2 separate regions of the Zea mays genome follow, and region 2 is linked to region 1. Evidence: chromatin contacts called from public Hi-C data. All regions are on one chromosome and are shown on one strand. Each heading gives the region's core, a stretch centred on a gene start, on an enhancer-like site or on the middle of the called end of the contact. The rest is flanking DNA. Distances are from core to core; before and after follow the strand shown.

What was found. A called contact is a pair of places that touch in the nucleus more often than the background predicts.
Region 2: a contact with region 1 is called in a Hi-C map of bundle sheath, with 2.2 times the contacts expected there. The contact joins the promoter of LOC100283981 here to the promoter of LOC100284586 in region 1. A contact is called at or near these places in 7 of 25 Hi-C or Micro-C datasets (bundle sheath, ear, endosperm and 2 more).

The regions. Positions count from the first base shown.
Region 1 is chr7:145,112,757-145,118,155 of Zm-B73-REFERENCE-NAM-5.0, reverse strand. It overlaps LOC100284586, which reads left to right and starts at 2,239. Exons shown (of 1, transcript NM_001157481.2): 1 at 2,239-3,117. The coding sequence starts at 2,366. The coding sequence ends at 2,863.
Region 2 is chr7:145,335,950-145,340,957 of Zm-B73-REFERENCE-NAM-5.0, reverse strand. LOC100283981 (proteasome subunit beta type 4) reads left to right here and starts at 2,738. Exons shown (of 6, transcript NM_001156879.2): 1 at 2,738-3,053. The coding sequence starts at 2,941. It overlaps LOC100277031, which reads left to right. Exons shown (of 6, transcript NM_001407169.1): 3 at 701-850; 4 at 944-1,191; 5 at 1,451-1,606; 6 at 1,714-2,210. The coding sequence ends at 1,879.

The DNA.
Region 1 (5,399 bases), core at 990-3,489:
CGCGGAGGATTCGCGCACAGGCGAACAGAATTCCGCCCACGGCGAGCGCAAGTCGCGACGGGGATAGAGATGACACATGGGCCCTAGTTGTCCGCGTCCTTGGTGCTCCAGCACGTGTGGGGAGCACGATCTGACCGGCGGGCCCCACGCGACAGGGACATGGTCCCGAGAGGTGAGTTGGGTGGGCCGACGGGAGTGAGGTAACAGGGAGATGAGCCGGGGATAGAGGAGATTCGGCCCAGGTAAGCCTTTTCTCTTTTCTTTTTCTATATTTTTGGTTTCTCATTTCTAGATTCAAATTCAATTCAAATCTAGTTTTGAATTTTGCACTCAAGTATCGATGCACAACAAAAAGAACTCAACATGAATGCAAATCCATAATTTTGTTTTATTTATTTATTTATTCCACTCTGTCTACGAAACTGCTTTCGAGTACACTAATTACACACAATGTATATTAAGAAGATAATCTCTAATCCCTTTTATTTATTAAAATATACTTTAGCTTAAATATTTTGTAGTATAGACTCAAACATATTATTCAACTAGTCGGTTGCCCGTGCGTTGCGACGGCTTACAACAATACCCACGTAAATTATTCATAAAAAAATCAAGATTTTTTATTGATTGTCTCCGCTCTCTGTATAATATTTTTTGATTTGGCTAACTGATGTTATTGTTTACTCCATGCAATATGTCTTGGTACAACATGGCTAATAAAGTGAGCGATTAGAAAAGAGTTCACAACGACTGACTGAATGAACAGAGATTATAAAATGACATAATTCCATCATACATAGACCAAATAATACAAAGTTTGTGAGCTCAAGTTTCTAAAATAAGTCTCATGAAGTCAAACTTATAAAAAAGATAGATCAAAATATGGAGTAATTGCTAAAGTCAGGCATCAATTAAAACTGGATGCGCTCCATATAAATTATGCTACTCCGTAGTAATTACTAACGTTTAAAACCAACAAATAACCTTTCATTTTGCTGTTAGTGTGACAAATCATTGTTGCTCCATCCAATTCAGCAACCTCAAACACCATGTAGTCCATTGCGTCAATGTGGTCTCAGAAACGACCTAATGTTTGCAAGAGCCAAGAACGTAGTGCCGTGCTTGGGCTGTAGCCTCAGCCCGTAGTGCTGGCCCGACCCGACACGCTATTTTTTTATTTTAAAAAAACGTATATACCTATATACAATTTATATTCAATATTAAAAACATCTTAGCATGATGTTTTACTGGTTAGACAGCTTCACCCAGTGTCTCTCGTCCTTCTTTCATTAGGACATGGGTTCAAACCCCACCTCCTGCACCATTTTTTAACATTTTACTCTGATTTAATTAAATGGGTCGACGGGCTAACGGGCTGGCCCGACACAGTTAGCAAGTCGACATAGAGCCATAGTTGTGGTCCGCGTGCGTCTAGCCCGTGCCGCCGTTTGGTCATCTATAGACGTGATGTGAGGGGTTATTTGTAAAAAGATGACGCATGACGATCGTTGAAACTGATGTTTTAAGTATAGTATAGATAACTCAACTCATATAAGTACCACTTTTCTATTAACCTTTTGTTAGAAACCACATTTATTGAAATCTTGGGGTCAAATCTTTCTAATTCTCGAAGTTAGAATCTTATGGTGTTACAACGACGGAGGGAGCAGACTTGGCTCAACTCGATTTGATAAAATTTTGGGTCCGTGGATACAGAAGGCTGGTGCTGTTTTCCTGCCGCGACGCGTCGGTGCCGCCAGTAAAAAAACTTGTGAAGCGCGGAGGACGAGTGAAACCCACTGACTTTTAACCGAAGGGATTCACAGTAGTTCTCTAAATAAGTCCCTAAATACAAATTTAATTTTTTTTTCCTCCAACCATTATGTAAAATAAATGGTTAAATTTATAAAGTCCCTACCTAATCCTATATTGTTGCTAAATGTAGCAACCCCTTCTTCACTCCATAAATATACATGGATCCAACAAAATATTTGGCAACTAAAATAGAAAACTATTAGAGAACATATAATTTTTTTTACTTCCTCTAATCCTCTTATTGTTAAGCAACTCCATGCGTCTGTTTTTAGAGATGCCCCAGCTGTCATTAATTGATTGGAGTCAAGTCAAATCATAGGTTTTCGTTTTGCATGCACAGGCACAGTTGGGCCCGAAGTGTTTCATGTCAAAGCCCTGAAGGCCAACTTATCAGCGACCCAGCACCCCTCAGTCCCTCAGCGACTCTGGGGCTCTGGGCTCTGGGCTCTGGCCTAGCCTCCACTGTCTCCCAGTCCCCAGGTCCTCATCGGCCTCCGGTCTTCTGGTCTCCCCAGATCTCCCACCGGGGAACCCTACCCGAGCATCAGCCATGGCGATCGCGGCGCGCGTCCTGCGCCGCCTCCCGCTCCACCTCTACCCCTCGCTCGCTCGCTCTTTCTGCGCAGTTTCCCCGGCCGCCGCCTCGGCCGCCCCGGCGTCCGCCTCGGCCGCCCCGGCGTCCGCCAAGGTCGCCGATCGCATCGTGCGCGTCCTCGCCATCGATCTCGAGGGGGCGCGCCGCGAGGTCGTCGGCCTCTCCGGGCAGACACTCCTCCGCGCGCTCGCCAACGCGGAGCTCATCGAGCCGGCCTCCCACCGCCTCGAGGATATCGACGCGTGCTCCGCCGAGTGCGAGGTCCACATCGCGCAGGAGTGGCTCGACAAGCTGCCGCCACCGTCCTACGAGGAGCGGTACGTGCTCACGCGCGCGTCCAGGAACCGCGAGCTCAACAAGCACGCGCGCCTGGGCTGCCAGGTCGTCCTCACGCCGGAGCTGCATGGCATGGTCGTCGCTGTCCCCGAGCCTAAGCCGTGGGACATCCCGTAATGGCCTGCCGCGACGAATGGCAAGGTGCGGCTTTCGACGCTGTGAGCCTTCCTTCATTCCCCTGGCTCGGTCAAGCTTGTGCGCCTCTGCCATACCCTTTTATGTTACGGATTTGATGAAGAATAATAGTTTGATGGGAAAAACCTGCCATTGGTTAACTTTTGTTCTTTTGAATGTGGAGTGTAATGGATGCTGTAATGTGGAATCCCGTTGCAATTACCGCAGTTCAATGTTTCATGGTTTTAAGTTTTGTACTCTGATGAATAGTTGATTGGTCTTTTCATTTCCATCTTCAGAAGAAAATGCAGAACAATAGTAGAATACGAAGACTGGTCTAATGTAAGCATGTGCCTAAACGATTTTCTATGTTCTCTCAGAGTTCTTGATGTGCCTGCAAGGTACTAGGTACATGTGTAGTAACTCATAGTTCCGAAACTGAAAATCTTTTGATGCCCTTGGTGCTGGTCTATCTGTGATCTAACTCTTATCGGATGTTATTGTCAATCGAGACCCAAGGCAATGCAATTAACATAAGCTTATTGAAGTTTCAAAATGTGTAGTCTACAATATCCAGCAGACTGGTCTTATTTAACAGGATTGCATAGGCGTTATGTTTAGCATATTATGTAATGCACTAACGAGAGGAAGTTAAGGTAACATACTTTCAACTTGAATCGTGTGCCTGTCTTTCAGTCTTTCTAATTTGGTTTTACAGTTGGTGAAAGAACTTGCTTGTGGCAATGTTTAGATTTTTTGAGGTTGGGTTGCTGTTTACTCATATTCCAGATCACTTTGGCCCCATTTCCTTCATTGCAATGGCATGTGCTTTGGAGGTTGGAACTTGTATTGCCCTGTTGTTGTTCTGTCCACCGAACTTCAAATAGGTGTGCCCCCTTCTGCCATTCATACCAATAGCCCCTCCAACGCTTCATACAGGTTACAAATAGGTGTACCCCCCTTCTGCCATTCATACCATGATAGGGCAGTGGGTTCACCGTTTAGGCCCTGTTTGGGAACAAAGTTTTTGAAAACCACAGTTTTTGAAATACTATACTATACTTTAGTTATGACAATACCGTAGTTTATAATACCGCAGTTTTGAAAACTGAGGTCAAGAGCTAAGTTTAGAATGCCTTAAAACAACTATAGTATTTGCAATACTTCAATTTTGAAAACAGAGATTTTACACAGCTTGCCAAACACCATTATGTATATAATACTGCAGTATTTGAGAATACTGCAGTATTCTTCCAAAACTGCAGAAAAACTTTGTTCTCAAACACCCCCTTAATGTTTTGATTGTGTACTGCCTAGTTTCCTAAAGAACAGTTGGTTCTCGCTGGCTATACTCTGTGCATGTTATTGTTGGCATTATTGTTACATTATTAGTTATTTCTTTTTTTTTTATCCAATTCAGGTGATGCTTTAATTTTGGCGACTAGGTAAACAGAAATATCTCCTTGCGCATATCGACAGGACACCCAGAATCGGTAGCAGTCTAAACTCTAAACGACTTTGGCCATCGGATTTTCCTTTTTTCCCCTTTTGGATGGTCAAGAACAGCAGATTCCATTAAACTTGTAGCCTCTATAACGCTACAATGGCAAGCAACCGAATCCTGAATATATACAAAACAGAACTCACAAAGGTCGGGTCATCCATCCACATGAGAACGCCGTCTTCATTTGAACCTTTGCAGAGGTGAATCTAGAGATGTTTGTCAGAGCATGTCAACTATGATGGAATTGTAATTTTTTTTTGTAAAATACTTATAGAATTTAAGAAAATTTATGCCATATAACGAAACTGACCCTAATGATATTCTCGGCTTTGTCCCTAAACGGTTCCCTTACCTCTCGTTTTTATTTCCCCTTCTGGAGAGGAAAACGGTTCCCTTACCTTCCAGCGTGTATTGCGCCTGCGCTACATCGGTAGCACATGGACTGCTCTGGAACCTCCATATTCAGCTGCATCCACGCCTGTGTAGCATGCTTTCATTTGAGATACTTCATACTCGATCGAGAGGTTCTCTCTAACGATCAGATGACATGTTACGGTCCTTTCGCAACTTCTGAGTTTGTAGGGATGAAAACGGTCGGAAACGATATTTATTCGGTAATCAGTTTTTAGTCGTTTTTCTTTGATTGCGAATAAATAGGATATATAATCTACAATACAAATTTTTATTCTTGTTTTTAACATCCAGCTTGTAAAGATTTATAAAAGGTAAACCTCAAATTCATCCTATATTTTCTCAAATAATAGATTAAACTTCGGTATGGATTCAGAAATAAATTCGGTAATTTTTTCAACGTTTCGTGTTATAGGGAGCAAATAATACATAAAACAATTTGTGTAATATTTTATTCATATGTGTACTAATGCGCTTGATAACATAAGAAAAGATCAACATTAAATTTTATGCATATCTATTTTAAAATATTAAATTTGTTCTAACAGTTCGGATTACCGCTTTCATCCCTATGAGTTTGGACTCCCAGCAACGGCAGGGTGGGTGGGTGACAAGTATATAGCC
Region 2 (5,008 bases), core at 1,489-3,988, 220 kb before region 1:
GTCAGCACTGTATGCCCTTTCCCCTTCACTCACCTGGCAAACCCCTGTTCTATGGAAGGATCCTTGTGCCAAAAGACATAAGTTTTTTGGATCTTGATAGTGACTAGAAGTTTGTAATATGTATATTGCTCTGCCATGCAACAGTTACATTTACAACAGATATCTTGAATAGTAATGTTATTTTATTTCTTTTTCTTAAATAGTCCTCATATTTAACTTTGTTTTTATATCATACTATGATCTTAGTTCGTAACTCTAGCCACAAAAAATAAAAAAAACGGGGGTGTATATCTTTAGGATTGGAGGGAGTTGTGATGGGAAGTCGAAGTCCGGTGGCCGGTGTAGGTAGTGGCTGCGGCGGCCTTCCCTCCACTTCCGCGTAGAGATAGATCGGATCTCACTAGTCTGTGTATGGATGAGGATGTACAATGAATGTTGGTTCGCGTACCGGCCTTGATCCCTATTTATTTACATGGTATGAAAGGGGGCCACCACCAACACGGTCAGGATGCGAGTGAGGTCCGACTCGATCCTCTGACAGAGTCCGGATGAGATCAACCCAACAAAACTGACCTGTGTCCTGTTCAGTTTCCAACTGTTTCCATAACCAAACTACTATCTTTAGTAGAGGTTATTTGGATGTCCTCTGTATATCCAACTGCATCCAGTTTCGGCATATTGAGTCATGCTTGACTTGCAGGAAACAAGCATATTGAATCCACTCCGCGTGATGATTATTGGAGATATGCTTTACTTGATCCATGTTAAAGGACTTGCGGAACATGCATCACCAAACGCAAGGTCGCAGCAAGGGCTAGCTTTCGTGGACCTAGAGAAAAGATGTTGCAATGTATTTACCTTCTCAGACCACACTTTTGTATTTCTGTCTACTGTGAAGTGAATGTGTAGTATTTGTTGTTAATGAAAAGTTGTTTGTGTTCAGCTGCTTACAACCATAGAAGAGAATGACACTGTGCTGGAGCTTGTATCCATACAAGATCAATTCACAGCCAAATTTCCTCTAGATCTGTCTGATGTTCGACCTGGAATAACAAAGCAAATGTCAGGAAATCCACAGAGTACTGTTGTTGCAGAGTGCACTGACAATCACGTTGAGGACAGGACCCTATTGGTCGTTGATCTGAGTAGCTTCCTCGAGAACACCCAGATTGCCTTGCCTTCTCTGAATGGGTAATTTCTGGTTCTGTGTCATCAAAACTGTAACCATGAAATTCTTGATCTAGTGAAACCACTGTTTGAACACTTGGAAGAAAAAAACATTTGCACAGCGGCATCAGCATAAAAAATGGCAAATTTATTCGTTTTGATAGTTCTAATAACATGTAACAGAGGTGTGGTTCATACTGCCATTGTTATGGATGCTATCTTGATTAAGTTTTGACATTTGCTCTGCTCTCTGAATAACATGCTTCTGTTTCAATATCTGCAGGTGGCTTTTAGGTTATCCGGTAACATATTTGTTCCGCAATGCAAGTTCTGAGGCAGCGATACAGAACCTCTCAAGGCAGTCTCTGCATATCTACCGAGTATATGTGTGCGGAAGTTATCGGTCAGCTGGCGAACGAAGAGAAGAGGAACTGATGAGGTAAAGTGCATCGATTTGTAAGCAGCCCCAGTCGGCAGGTCCGCTCTTTCCTTTGGGAGCGGGATTTTACATGGAATCTTGTAAACTAGCTGTAGTATGGTTGCCAGTTTTTCAGTTCCATGTGGCGCGAGCACGAAGCGTGATGAAGAAGTATGGGCTAGATCGTTCATAGCTCGCATGAATGAGAAGCTCAGGCGATGCAGCCAAGTCTGGGCATCCATAAGGCTAGAAGTCGAGGTTTTCCAGAGCCAGTCGCAGGTCATTGTGTTGTAGTTGAGATCAGTATGGCTGTTATTACGGGCTGATGGCATAAACTCCTTATACAAAGCGACGTGTCTCAGAAGTATCACTGCCCTGGGCCAAATAAACGAGTTGGATACAAGTCATGCATGCAGAGGCCGGAGGTCATATCCATTATATATTTTATATATTTATCTAAAAAAGCCATTATATTATGCTCGAATTATTGAGCAGTTTATGTCACTATAAATTCAAATTCGTTTTAGTCGTTTCTGTTGACTTTGTATAACCTAATCCTTGACGCCGACATGTCTTTTATATTTACATCAAAATCACAAAGGATGAATGCTCGAGTTACAATTTGAAGTTGTTGTTGTTTTGTTCCACGTGCTCTTGGACTCAAGGGTCTGTTTGGTTCAGGTGTTTGTTTCCAAAAATCTGATTTCGCTGAGTTGTGACTGTTAGAAAGATGTCGTGAGCTGATGATTATGAAAAAAATAAAATATGTTTGGATGAAATAATTGTCAACTATAGATTCTATAAAAATATGATAGCTTAGTAATATAGATGACCGTATATGAAAAATCAAGGTAGGTGATTCTAAGGTGTGGTTTATAAAGACTAATTTTTAGTCACTCCATTTTATTACCTAAATTATTAGATTTCGTATTTAATAATTTAAGGATTAAAAATTAGTTCATAGAAATCAAAGACCCACTAAATTAAACTAGTTGTTCGAACCTTATTGAGAAAGCTGAACTAAATTCATCCTCAGTCTTGTCGGCCTAAATCGAATTCACCCAGTCTTTTCGGTCTAAATCGATCTGGCACATTGTTAGTACTCCTGCTACGTACTATGTTTCTAGTAGCCCACAAGATCTAGCCCAGTCCAAACCTTTCGATCCGTGGTGTGTTGGATCTGAACCCAAGCTCCGAGTCGCTTTCGGGGTGGGCATTCTCCTCTTCGTCTTCGGTTGCAAGAAAGAAAAAGGTCACCCCTCTAACACCACGCCGCCGCCGTTTGCTGCTCGGCGCCTCTCCTCACAACCCGTACGCCAACGTCTCCAATCTCGTATACTTTCGTGCTCAGCATCATGGACGGCTTCCCCAAGAGCGTCGGCGGTGGCGGCCCTAACATTCCGGCGGGATCCCACCCCGCAGGCGGGAGCCAGGCGGCGGCAGGAGGAGGCGCGACGCAGCGGACGCAGTAAGTCTGTCCGCCTATGTTCGGTTCTTGCGTTCGTGGTTCAGATCGCGACTTCGCGTTACTTTGCCTACCCCCCCTCCTCGTCCTCCTCCTTCGGGTGAAGATTTCGGTGCTTCCGGTCGCGGTTCAGATCCCTACTTTGCGTTACTTCGCTCCGCTTCTTTTGGGCGAAGATTTGAGCAAATTTTGCGGTGGACTATTAGTCGAATATTGAGAAAATTGATATTTTAGGACCGATAATATTAGGTTTCGCATATTTATGACTTCAAACGTTGGCTTTGCAAAATTAGTACTTATATCATTGACATCTTGATTAATACGACATCATAGTTTATTTCTTGTTTTCTAATCCGTTTTCTAAAATGCTTGCCATCTAAGATGACTCATGTCCCTGTGTCAGCTGCTACGCTTAGAGAGTGCCAGGAAAAATATCAAAAAAAATAAACAAAAAATAGAGATCAACAGGACTTGAACCTTGACTGCCAAGTTCAAAAAATAGTACTTACACCACTATGCTAACTAACCTTATATGATCTTAGGGTGTGTCGTGGCCCATATGGACCACCCACTCCCCTGCTGTGTCATTAATTGTGTGAGTCTGATCCTTGTCCGCCACACCATATTCGTTTCTGCCCTCCGCCTTGAAGTGTACACTAGATGAGAGATCGGATCAGAACAGTGGCCTGCATGACCTGTTGTTTTGACTCGAAGCAAGACCAGAAGAAGGTAGCTGATCCACGGAAAAAAGAATGAACAGATTCGGCTTTAGGGGCTTCATATAGCTTCCAACTGATGAAGCAAATTCCATGTGGCAGCATCCAAACTCTGATGTCTTGCAACTGATCTGAATAGCTGAAGCCAAGACACACTAGCCTGTCACTCATCACATTTTTTGGTACCTGAAACTAGGTGCGCACAGATTAGCTTGGTTGTCGAGAAGCAAAAGCTGCTTAGCCTCAAGGTCTGTTGCCACCTTTTCACCAATGGGGAGAACCAATTCAATATTAGTCATTTGATCTTGTATAAACAGAAAAACCAACCAATGTATTGTAGACAAAATAAGAACGAACTCTAGTATTTATGGGATGTCAAATAACATGACAAAGGAGAGGCGGCTGGGATCGAGCAGCAATAGAAAGAAAGAACCTAGAGTTGCTAGGGATAGTTTGGTCATTTGTAATATCTTAGAGAGATAAAAAAGGATTTAATTAATTAAAAAAGCTTGAAATTTTCTATCTATCCTAAGAAAACAAGGATGGAATCGAATCTACGTCATTTATGCGGAAGCAAGGAATGTGACCCCGTTTCGTCGTAGCTGTATGGAAAGGAGTCCTAAATAATCAATTTTCTCGTCGAATATTAGGGTGTTTTAACGTGGAAGGTTAAATTTCATCTTCCATCGGTTTGCCCCCCAACCCACCCACACACCCACAAAAAAACATAGGCTTTTATTCATGGGTTTCTTTGATTGGTGCCAGAGCATCCCCAAGATAGGCTCTAAATGTTGCCCTATTTTAAATATAGGGCTCAGAATCACGGAACACCCTTCCAACAACGGTCCTATTGTATAAAAATTCATCAAATGATTATAGGGCTTGGTCTCTTAAATATAGTACCTTATATAATGGAGTCTTATCCTCGTTTTTCTCGTAATCTCCAACTATTTATTTCCTAATAACATGATTTATTTTCTAAATAGCATTAATTAAGGCATAACTCTTGGAGTAAAAATTTCTTTTGATGCCTTAAACAATCTAAATACCGTCCTATTTCAATTTTTAGGACTCTATTTTAGAGTTTATTGTTGGAGATGATCGTACAATTCCAGTGGATCTAAAAAATGCCATTATTGTTCACCTATTGGAAGACGAACCGGGAAAATGACATGCCATTATATGTGTTAGCGACTCCTTGTATTCAAGACTCTTGTGCATGGCTAGGCGGTCTTCCACTCA